Regions from separate parts of the Sus scrofa genome. Here regions 1 and 2 are each linked to region 3. The links are chromatin contacts, called in public HiChIP or PLAC-seq maps. All regions are on one chromosome and are shown on one strand. Each heading gives the region's core, a stretch centred on a gene start, on an enhancer-like site or on the middle of the called end of the contact. The rest is flanking DNA. Distances are from core to core; before and after follow the strand shown.

Evidence for each region. HiChIP or PLAC-seq counts read pairs in DNA pulled down with a chosen protein or histone mark.
Region 1: a contact with region 3 is called in an H3K27ac HiChIP or PLAC-seq map of alveolar macrophages. The contact joins two enhancer-like sites. A contact is called at or near these places in 13 of 47 Hi-C or Micro-C datasets (alveolar macrophages, blood, embryonic fibroblasts and 6 more) and 1 of 2 datasets of contacts at active chromatin or transcription factors (alveolar macrophages).
Region 2: an H3K27ac HiChIP or PLAC-seq map of alveolar macrophages shows a contact between it and region 3. The contact joins two enhancer-like sites. A contact is called at or near these places in 1 of 47 Hi-C or Micro-C datasets (subcutaneous adipose tissue) and 1 of 2 datasets of contacts at active chromatin or transcription factors (alveolar macrophages).

Annotation. Positions count from the first base shown.
Region 1 is chr9:19,914,780-19,917,594 of Sscrofa11.1, forward strand. The region is part of intron 1 of PICALM (phosphatidylinositol binding clathrin assembly protein); the gene reads right to left. Among named protein-coding and RNA genes, the nearest start is that of PICALM, 31 kb to the right of the region's middle. Within about 2 kb of position 1,347, at least 2 of the 83 cell types and tissues checked have an H3K27ac peak or open chromatin away from gene starts, as enhancers often do. A contact at or near this core is called in alveolar macrophages, where this site is marked.
Region 2 is chr9:19,897,790-19,900,489 of Sscrofa11.1, forward strand. It overlaps PICALM (phosphatidylinositol binding clathrin assembly protein), which reads right to left. Exons shown (of 21, transcript NM_001246270.1): 5 at 1-64. Among named protein-coding and RNA genes, the nearest start is that of PICALM, 48 kb to the right of the region's middle. Within about 2 kb of position 1,437, at least 2 of the 83 cell types and tissues checked have an H3K27ac peak or open chromatin away from gene starts, as enhancers often do. A contact at or near this core is called in alveolar macrophages, where this site is marked.
Region 3 is chr9:20,091,042-20,093,741 of Sscrofa11.1, forward strand. No RefSeq gene overlaps it. Among named protein-coding and RNA genes, the nearest start is that of EED, 31 kb to the right of the region's middle. Within about 2 kb of position 1,405, at least 12 of the 83 cell types and tissues checked have an H3K27ac peak or open chromatin away from gene starts, as enhancers often do. A contact at or near this core is called in alveolar macrophages, where this site is marked.

The sequences.
Region 1 (2,815 bases), core at 97-2,596, 180 kb before region 3:
TCTGATATTTTACTTGAGGTCTTTTAGAATTTCATTTCTGCCTTCTCTGAAACTTCTTGAATAGCACTCTGTACCTGTATTACGGCAATGAATATACTGTGCTTGCCGTATTCCCAAAGCTAAAGTTTGCTGTGTCTCTCAAAACATAATGTACTGGGTGCAAGGCCTGCCTATGTCTTGCTCATTCTGAATCCTTTCAAACTTCAAGCATACTGGTCAAGTTCTGAATTTAATTATATCTCTAGCTTTTTTTTTCTATCAATTTATCTATATTTTCTATATCCTTCCAGAAACTATCCTATCTTAAGCTATTCAATACTTTCTCACAATGACACTGATAGTCATTTTATTTTTTTTAGTCTTCAAAATTGAACCTATCAAAAAATTGTCACAATACCGCCCAAGGGTGTTCCTATCTGAATGCCTTTGTCCATAAACACTCCCTAGAGCCAATCAGTAACCAAGTCTCTTAAACTTCTGGCAATCCATCCTTCCCCTCTCCATCCCACTATCACTACCCAAAGCCAGAGCTGAAATCCTGTTTTTCCATAACTAGAAGTTACCACTTCGGGGAGCATGCAGAAATTGGGGAGAAAGATTATCATACTCTCTGCAGGGTTTTTCTGACATTTAACATCATGGACAAGGGAGATTGTCAGGCAATGCACAATTAATACTGCACAATTAAAAACTGCTCCAAGTGTCCACTGTGGCTTGGTGATAATGAACCCAACTAGTATCCATGAGGATGCGGGTTCAATCCCTGGCCTCGCTCAGTGGGTTAAGGATCCGGCGTTGCTGTGAGCTGTGGTGTAGGTCACAGACATGGCTCAGATCCTACATTGCTGTGGATGTGGTACAGGCCAGCAGCTACAGCTCCAATTTACTCCCTAGCCTGGGAACTTCCATATGCTTCAGGTATGCCCCCCGCCCCCCAAAAAACCTGCCCCACCTAAAACTAACCCCACTGAGAAAATGCTGGACTGACTGTCCTCTTCACTTCTAAGGACATCTACTTTGGGGTTTCACCCACCCCACACTCCCAAACATTCTCTAAACTGGACAAAGAATGACCTATAACACAACACTGACTGTCACTGACTAATGTCAATGATGTCCCCACTGCTTACAGGATTAGCATACATTTCCTCTTTGTCAATATCCTCCTTGAATTTTGGCTTCCAACATGGAACCATTTTCCAGTTTTCTGTAAGGTACCTTGTTGCCTCACACCCATAACCTTCCATTCTTGCTTTTTCTTCAAAATGAATGACGTCTTCTCCTTTGTGAAATCATTCCCTCCACAGACTAAAGTACCTGCCACACAGTCACTAAAGCTGTCACATGATCCCATACTTTCATTACTGACTTCCACATCATTCTCTTCTACTAGATTGAGAGATCTTAAAAGGAACCACAAACACCTTTGTGAGTAATTTCACAGGGAGGTAAGTAAACTGCTAGATCAGTCAGACAGAACCTGATTTCAAATGACGCCAGCAACCACAGTATTTTATATTCTGTGTGTGTGTGTATGTGTGTGTATATATATATATATATATTCATTCTACCTACACTATATTCTCTTTGTGATCAGTTCTCTTCTCTGGACACTTTGCTTCAGTTACACTGATGTCTTCTTTGCAATGCCTCCCATCAACCAAGTACCCTCACCTCAGGTGCTCAGCGTGTCTGTTCCTTCCGCCCAGAACAGTCTTCTCCCAGAAACCCACATTTCTCTTACTCCCCAACTTTATTCCTACAGATCTCTGCTCAAATGACATCCTATCAGATGAACAGCTCTCAATATTAAAAATAATAAGGGCTTGCACTCTTTTACCTCCAAACCCTCACTATACCCCCTTATTCTGCTTTATTTCTCTCTCAAGCACTTATCATCACCTAACTTACTTTAATTAATGTCTTTGTCTCCTAATTAAAGTAATGTAGGCAGGGCTCTACTAAGTTCTCTGCTATATCCCCAAAGGCCTAGAATAGTTTAACGCATATAATGGCCACTCGTAGTTTTTCAATAAATATGTTCATTTTAGTATGTATATGGATAGTCCTAGCCGGACTTTTAAAAAACATTCAAAATGGCATTATTTAATACAAAGACTAAACCAAAAATCTACAACTCTTTGCACAACCTGCTATTCCCAAAAGGCTGAAAAAACAAAGCTGAGCCTATTACAAATGTGAATATTTTCAAATTTCAAGTTAAAGAGGATCTAACAAATAATGGTATGAAAACTATACAGTATGCTTTAGAAATGACCACATAAAAACTAAAGGAAAACTCCAGAAGCCAAAATATAACACTTCACATATAACAGGAAAAATGAGACAGAGTACATGCATGAGTTCAGAGTGGATCAAATGCAAAAACCAAAGATATGCAAACATTATTGGGAGAAAAAAAATACTGCACAGTAACAAACTCTGCAGAACACTCTTCCCCCTAGTATTTGAACTCAACCAGTCATTTTCTCCACCTGTGATTCTTCTCTGAACAATGTTTCTACTTAACAGCAATAACTTGAAAGTGCTTCTAAGTCTGAGCTCCAAAATCTCAGGAAGGAAAATATTTTCCCCACCTCTAACCAAAAGCGAATCATTTCAAACAAGTTGAGCATAATATGGGAATCTTGATAGCTACTGCTTTTCTCATTCTCAATCCAGATCTCATTTCTCAAAAAGCACAAACTTGGTGCTTGGCATTAAACTTCCTTTACCAATCAAAAGGCTTCCGAAGTAGAAACACATTTTGTATTTTATTTTGTTATTATTTACTTTAAGAATATAAAAACCAAAA
Region 2 (2,700 bases), core at 187-2,686, 190 kb before region 3:
TTGAATAATTGGTACAGTTTTTAGGAGTTTTTCTGTGTTCATTGTTCTCATAACTCCATCAGCCCTGTTTATCAAAAAGAAAAAGGCAAACAATTAAATTTGTTATAAAATTGACATTTCTAACTCCCATCTGGTTCTCTATTTAAACAGAGAACAAGCTGGTTTGAAACATCACCTGTTGTTAAGTCATTATTGAACCTAAAACCTCAAGAAGAAATCATACCAAAAAACCCCCACAAAAACAAGAAACACCATATGTCCAATATCAAGGTGCTCATTTAAAACTAAGAAGATGTAAAACATGAGACATAAAAATAAAAACTTACATTATACAGCCAGGTTTACAGTATACTTTTTACATGAGAAAATCATCTGATCCTCACTCCACTCACATGGGTAAAGGACAGATTGACAGACTTTTTTTTTTAAGTGACAAATTTTAAAAAATAATTTGCCTCAAATCACTAAATAGGACACAATGTGGTCTGCAGCTGAACTCAAGTCTTGGTAATCACCATTTTATTTAAGGTATTTTATTCATGGCTCAAACCAAAATAAAATTGTTTTACTACAAAATAAAGGACAATGTTACCAAGTCATTCTAATCTGGCCATTAAAATAAGTGATACTTAAGAGGAATGGTTTTTAATAAAATATTCTGCTAAATATTTCCCCAAAAATGTCTTTAAATATTTCTTTACATATTTCTAAATATAGACAAATATTAGCAGTACCAAACAAACTAGAATTTTACAAAACTGATACCGAAAACACTAGATAAAGAGGTATTGGGGTTCAGGCACACAACAAACACTAAATCTTTGTCATATATCAGGCTCCATATTGAGTACCTGATGTATGTTTTTCAAATCCTCACAAAAATCCTACAGTCTTATCCTATTTTTTACGATGAAAAATTTTAGGTTCAGTGAGATTATAAAACTAAAGTCAGAAAACTAACTGATATTAGGGTCAGGATGTAAACCCTGGTGTATGAGTCTACAAATCAGTGCTCTCCATAAGCTTTCTTCAGAGTAAAAAGGCCCTTTCAAGAAACGTATAGGCTTTCCCTAATTTACAAACAACCTATACTTTAAAAAGGCTGCTCTAAGTTACCCCTTCAACCACAACCCCAGATACCAGAAAAATAATTAAGCAATGAAAAGCAAAAACAGTGCTTTGAGGGACAAAACATGAGTTAAAAGAATAAACACGGAACTACCTTAAGCCGGCAATTATTGACCAGCTTTAGCCCAACAACTCTCCCAAATAAGATATGTTAACCCACTGGCACCTATATGCTCTCAAGTACTAAACTATACTGACTGGTAGCAGCTGCTGGAGTTTGGGATAAGGACAACACTCCCTCTTTGTAACCTTTTCTTTATTCTCACACACATCACACTCCCATTTTATTAGTCACTGTGAGTATCCTTTTAGTTCTCCCTCACTCTTCTTGCTGAAGTAACTTTTTGACCTTATCACTTCCCCTCCATCACAGAAGGCTTGAACACTGGCTCAGTTTTTCTTGGTTAACATCATCATCTTATATGCACAACAAATCCAACATCTTGATCTCAAAGTCCCTTAACCATAATTTCTATTTTCATAATCAGATCCTGACCTTACTGTCCCTGCCAAGCACATTATTCCCACCCCTTGCCCCTCCCCCGCACCATGAGAAAAAGACAAAATTCAGACACCTCATCCTATGACAATAACCTTTTAACTTTCCAGCTGCCTTGGTATTCCCCCATGGCAAAAACTATCTGACTTGATCATACACTTCACTCTATCTACCCCCCACCACTATCCACATTTGATCTCTTTTCACTTTTCCTTCTTTCATCTACCTTATGATTCCACAGATCATTATTATACTCCTCTGCAAATACCCTTTTGCACCTCTTATTCCTTTGCAGTCACCTGGCAAACTCCTAATCCTAAGTGAGCACACTTTTACCTTCCCCATGCCTATACACTACACATGCAGCTGAATGCCTGTAAAGAAAACTGAGAAACTGGTAAAACTACAAATTCTTGATCATCAACCTCAAATGGGGCCTCAGCATTGCCAGCAAACCTCTTAGCCTGTCCAGTGAGTTCCTTCTGAGTACTTTCAAACCACCTTCTCCCACCTGTCCTTCCCTGCCTCCCATACCCAACAACAAGCTCTCGCTCAGCTCGTAACTCTCAAATACTCCATTCAGAAATAGAAAATGACAAAAAGAGATAGACCATTTTGCTGCCAAAACTACATCTATCTGGTCTGCTCCTATTACAATGGAGGAAGTCTATTTCTTTCTGTCAAATGTAAATACCACTCACACAGGTCTTCCAGGTCCCACTCCGTCACAATCTTTGGCTGTCTTCTTTTAACACAGCACTGTCCAATAAAATTATTTGCAATGGTCTAAATGTTCTACACCTGCACCATTCAATATGGTAGCTACTAGTCACATGTGGCTACTGAGTATCTGAAATGTGGCTGATGCAACTGAGGAAATGGCAGTTTTGATTTTATTTCATGTTAAACAGCCACACATGCCAAGTAGTTACTACACTGGACAATGGAGCTCATTAATCTCCTTTATACAAGACCATTCCCATCAACATGCAAGCCAAGATTATCACATTTTAAACACACACACACACACACGCACTAACCCCATAATTGCATTTGGCTACCACTTCTACTGC
Region 3 (2,700 bases), core at 155-2,654:
AAGCATATAAATGATAGAATAAGAGATTATTTGGACTAGAACCCATAGGCTTTCATGTTAGAATATCAGCTGGCAGGCTAGAACAATTATGTGGTTCCTATAACTGAAACATAAAAGGCAGTAAAAAACCAAAACCAAAACCAAAAATGTTCTCTGAATGTATGCAGGGAAAAAATTAGGTTAAAATTATGACATTCTGATACTCAAAGGCTAGGGTAAGTCCAACACCTGTGCAGGCTGCCTGCCCTCCCAAAGATCTGGACTTAAATATCACTGTGAACCAGCAAAACGAAGAATTTTAAAGTTTGGCATCTGTCTCCCCTAGGTCATTCACAGGTCTCCTTCATTCCTGGAGATTAAACAGTTTTCCAGGGTCCTAGATTCATGCTATTGCTCTTGCATTTCCAGCTCCTTCCTCCTAAATTAAGACAAGGCAGGCTCTGTTCAAGAAGGCAGACAGACTTTAATTATCTTTTTTTTGTCTTTAAATGTGGAAGTTCCAAAGCCAGAGAACAAACATGCACCACAGCTGTGACCTGAACCACAGCTCGGATCCTTAACCTGCTGCACCACCAGGGAACTCCCAGACAGATTTTATTTTAGAGAAGGCATGTGCCTCACATTTGGCTTTGCATTCCTTCAAATTCCCAGCTCCTGCTGATGACACTGTTCCAGTCCCAGAAGTGACCTCGGACCAAAGCCAGATTCTGCTGCCACCATGAGGGATGAAGCCACACGAATGTGCAGCTAAGGGTCTTTGTAGCTTCAGCCTTTTTTGCTGCCAGAAATAGTTCTCCACCTCTGCCTATTTGTAATCATCAGCTGAAGCTTTGAGTAAGATCCTATCTCAGCAAGAATCCCACCCATGAAATCCTAGACCCCTAAGTAACCACACCAGATCATATACACTTAGGCGGAAGCTGTCTGACCAGGACTCTGCATCATACAAGTGGCTACACAAGCTTCTCACCATGCAAAGAACTCTCGGGGCAAATGCCCATTCTTTATTACCAGCTCATGCTGGCCCCAAATCCTATTAGGTCTCTTGCTCAGCAGCTGGGCTAGACAATGTGGACTCCCCAGGGACGCTTGCCCTTCTGACTTCAGAATGTCCCAGACACTAATCAGAGTCGGGGAAGAGGTGACAAGATAAGAGTATTACAAGAGCTGACCAGAGCTGAGAGTCGCCAGAGATGACTGATGGGGAAAATATTCTCTCAGCCCACTTTCATTTATAATGACTTCACTTCTCCAACAGAATGTACCACAGAATCATTGTTGCTATAAATTCTCCTATTTCTTCCTATAAATTCCCTAGATTCTAGCGAATCTAGAACAAAGATTCACTTCAGAGTTCCTTCTACTTTGGAATGAAAGATGGAAACCTTGAGCTCCCCCTGGAGGAAGGAGAGTGTTAGTAAGAGTCTCCTTGAACTGTGGCTCCTGACACTCCACCCAGTTCTTAGCAGCATCCTTATTTAACCTGGTTGTTGACTTTGTCCATTTCCAGCCAAATTCTAGGTGACCTGTCTACACCTCCACGACATCTGACTGGGGCTTCCACCCTCTTTGTATTTGAGCTACTGTAGTCTAGATAATAGGAAGAGTTCATTGCCTGGCTGCGTAAACATCACAGCCTGTTTCCCAGTCCAGTCTTCCATTTTCTCCTCTAATACAAACTCTTTGTTAGTCATGTGATTCTACTCGACACCCCCCTCAATAGGTTCCTTCCTCTGTATGCTTGTTATTACTCTTCACATTACCTGAATTCTTTTCCTACCTTCAGTCCTTATTTCCTTTTGAAAATCTCTCTCATTCCTTAAAAGCCCAAGTCCCGGGCCAGCTTCCTCACATCCACCTCTGACAACCTGTAAAACCTGTTTACCAAGCACTTATGTACGCTGCTTTGTATTTTAGTTATCTCCGTACAGCTTATCTACTGTATCCAACCAAATGTATAACATGGTGTCTAGAGAGCAGAAAATAATCCTTCGATAAATGTTGAATTAATTTCCTTCATCCCTGTTGAAGGATGACTTCAAACATCCCATTCTCAAAGAACAGAGATAACTGCACTGTTAAGAAAGAAAGAAAGAAAGAAAGAAAGAAAGAAAGAAAGAAAAAAAGAAAGAAAGAAAGAAAGAAAGAAAGAAAAAGGGAGAGAAGGGAGAAGGAAGAGAAAAGGGATGAGAAGTAAATGTCCTGCAAATCTCAGCCTGCTGCAGAAAAAGCACTGGACGGAGAATCAGGGACCTGGGCTCTAGCCCCTCATGGCTGTTAATGAACCACAAATCTACCCTACTAACGTCCTCTAAACAGCCTCTAAAGAATCAGGGCAGTGGTTATATGAACTCTGAAGTTTATAACTATGCTGAAATTGTAAGACATCTCCCTATCTAGGTACATGGATAGCTGATTAAACAAGATACCATTCAGACTCACCTACCACAGAGCCTCCTTTGTTCACACATAACAGGAATAACCTTTAACACTCTCAATTTTAAGAAAGGGAAAAGTTTGCTTTTATCCACTGAGGATGGGAGCATATAGGAATATACATCTGATAATGCAGTAATAAAGAACTGTGCAACTTGTTCAATGCGAAATATTGCTGAAACATTTGTCTTCCCCTCTGGATATTTCTTTATGGAAGAACGTTCAGTGGTTGGCTCTCTCATTAGGCTGAGATTGTTTTATTAT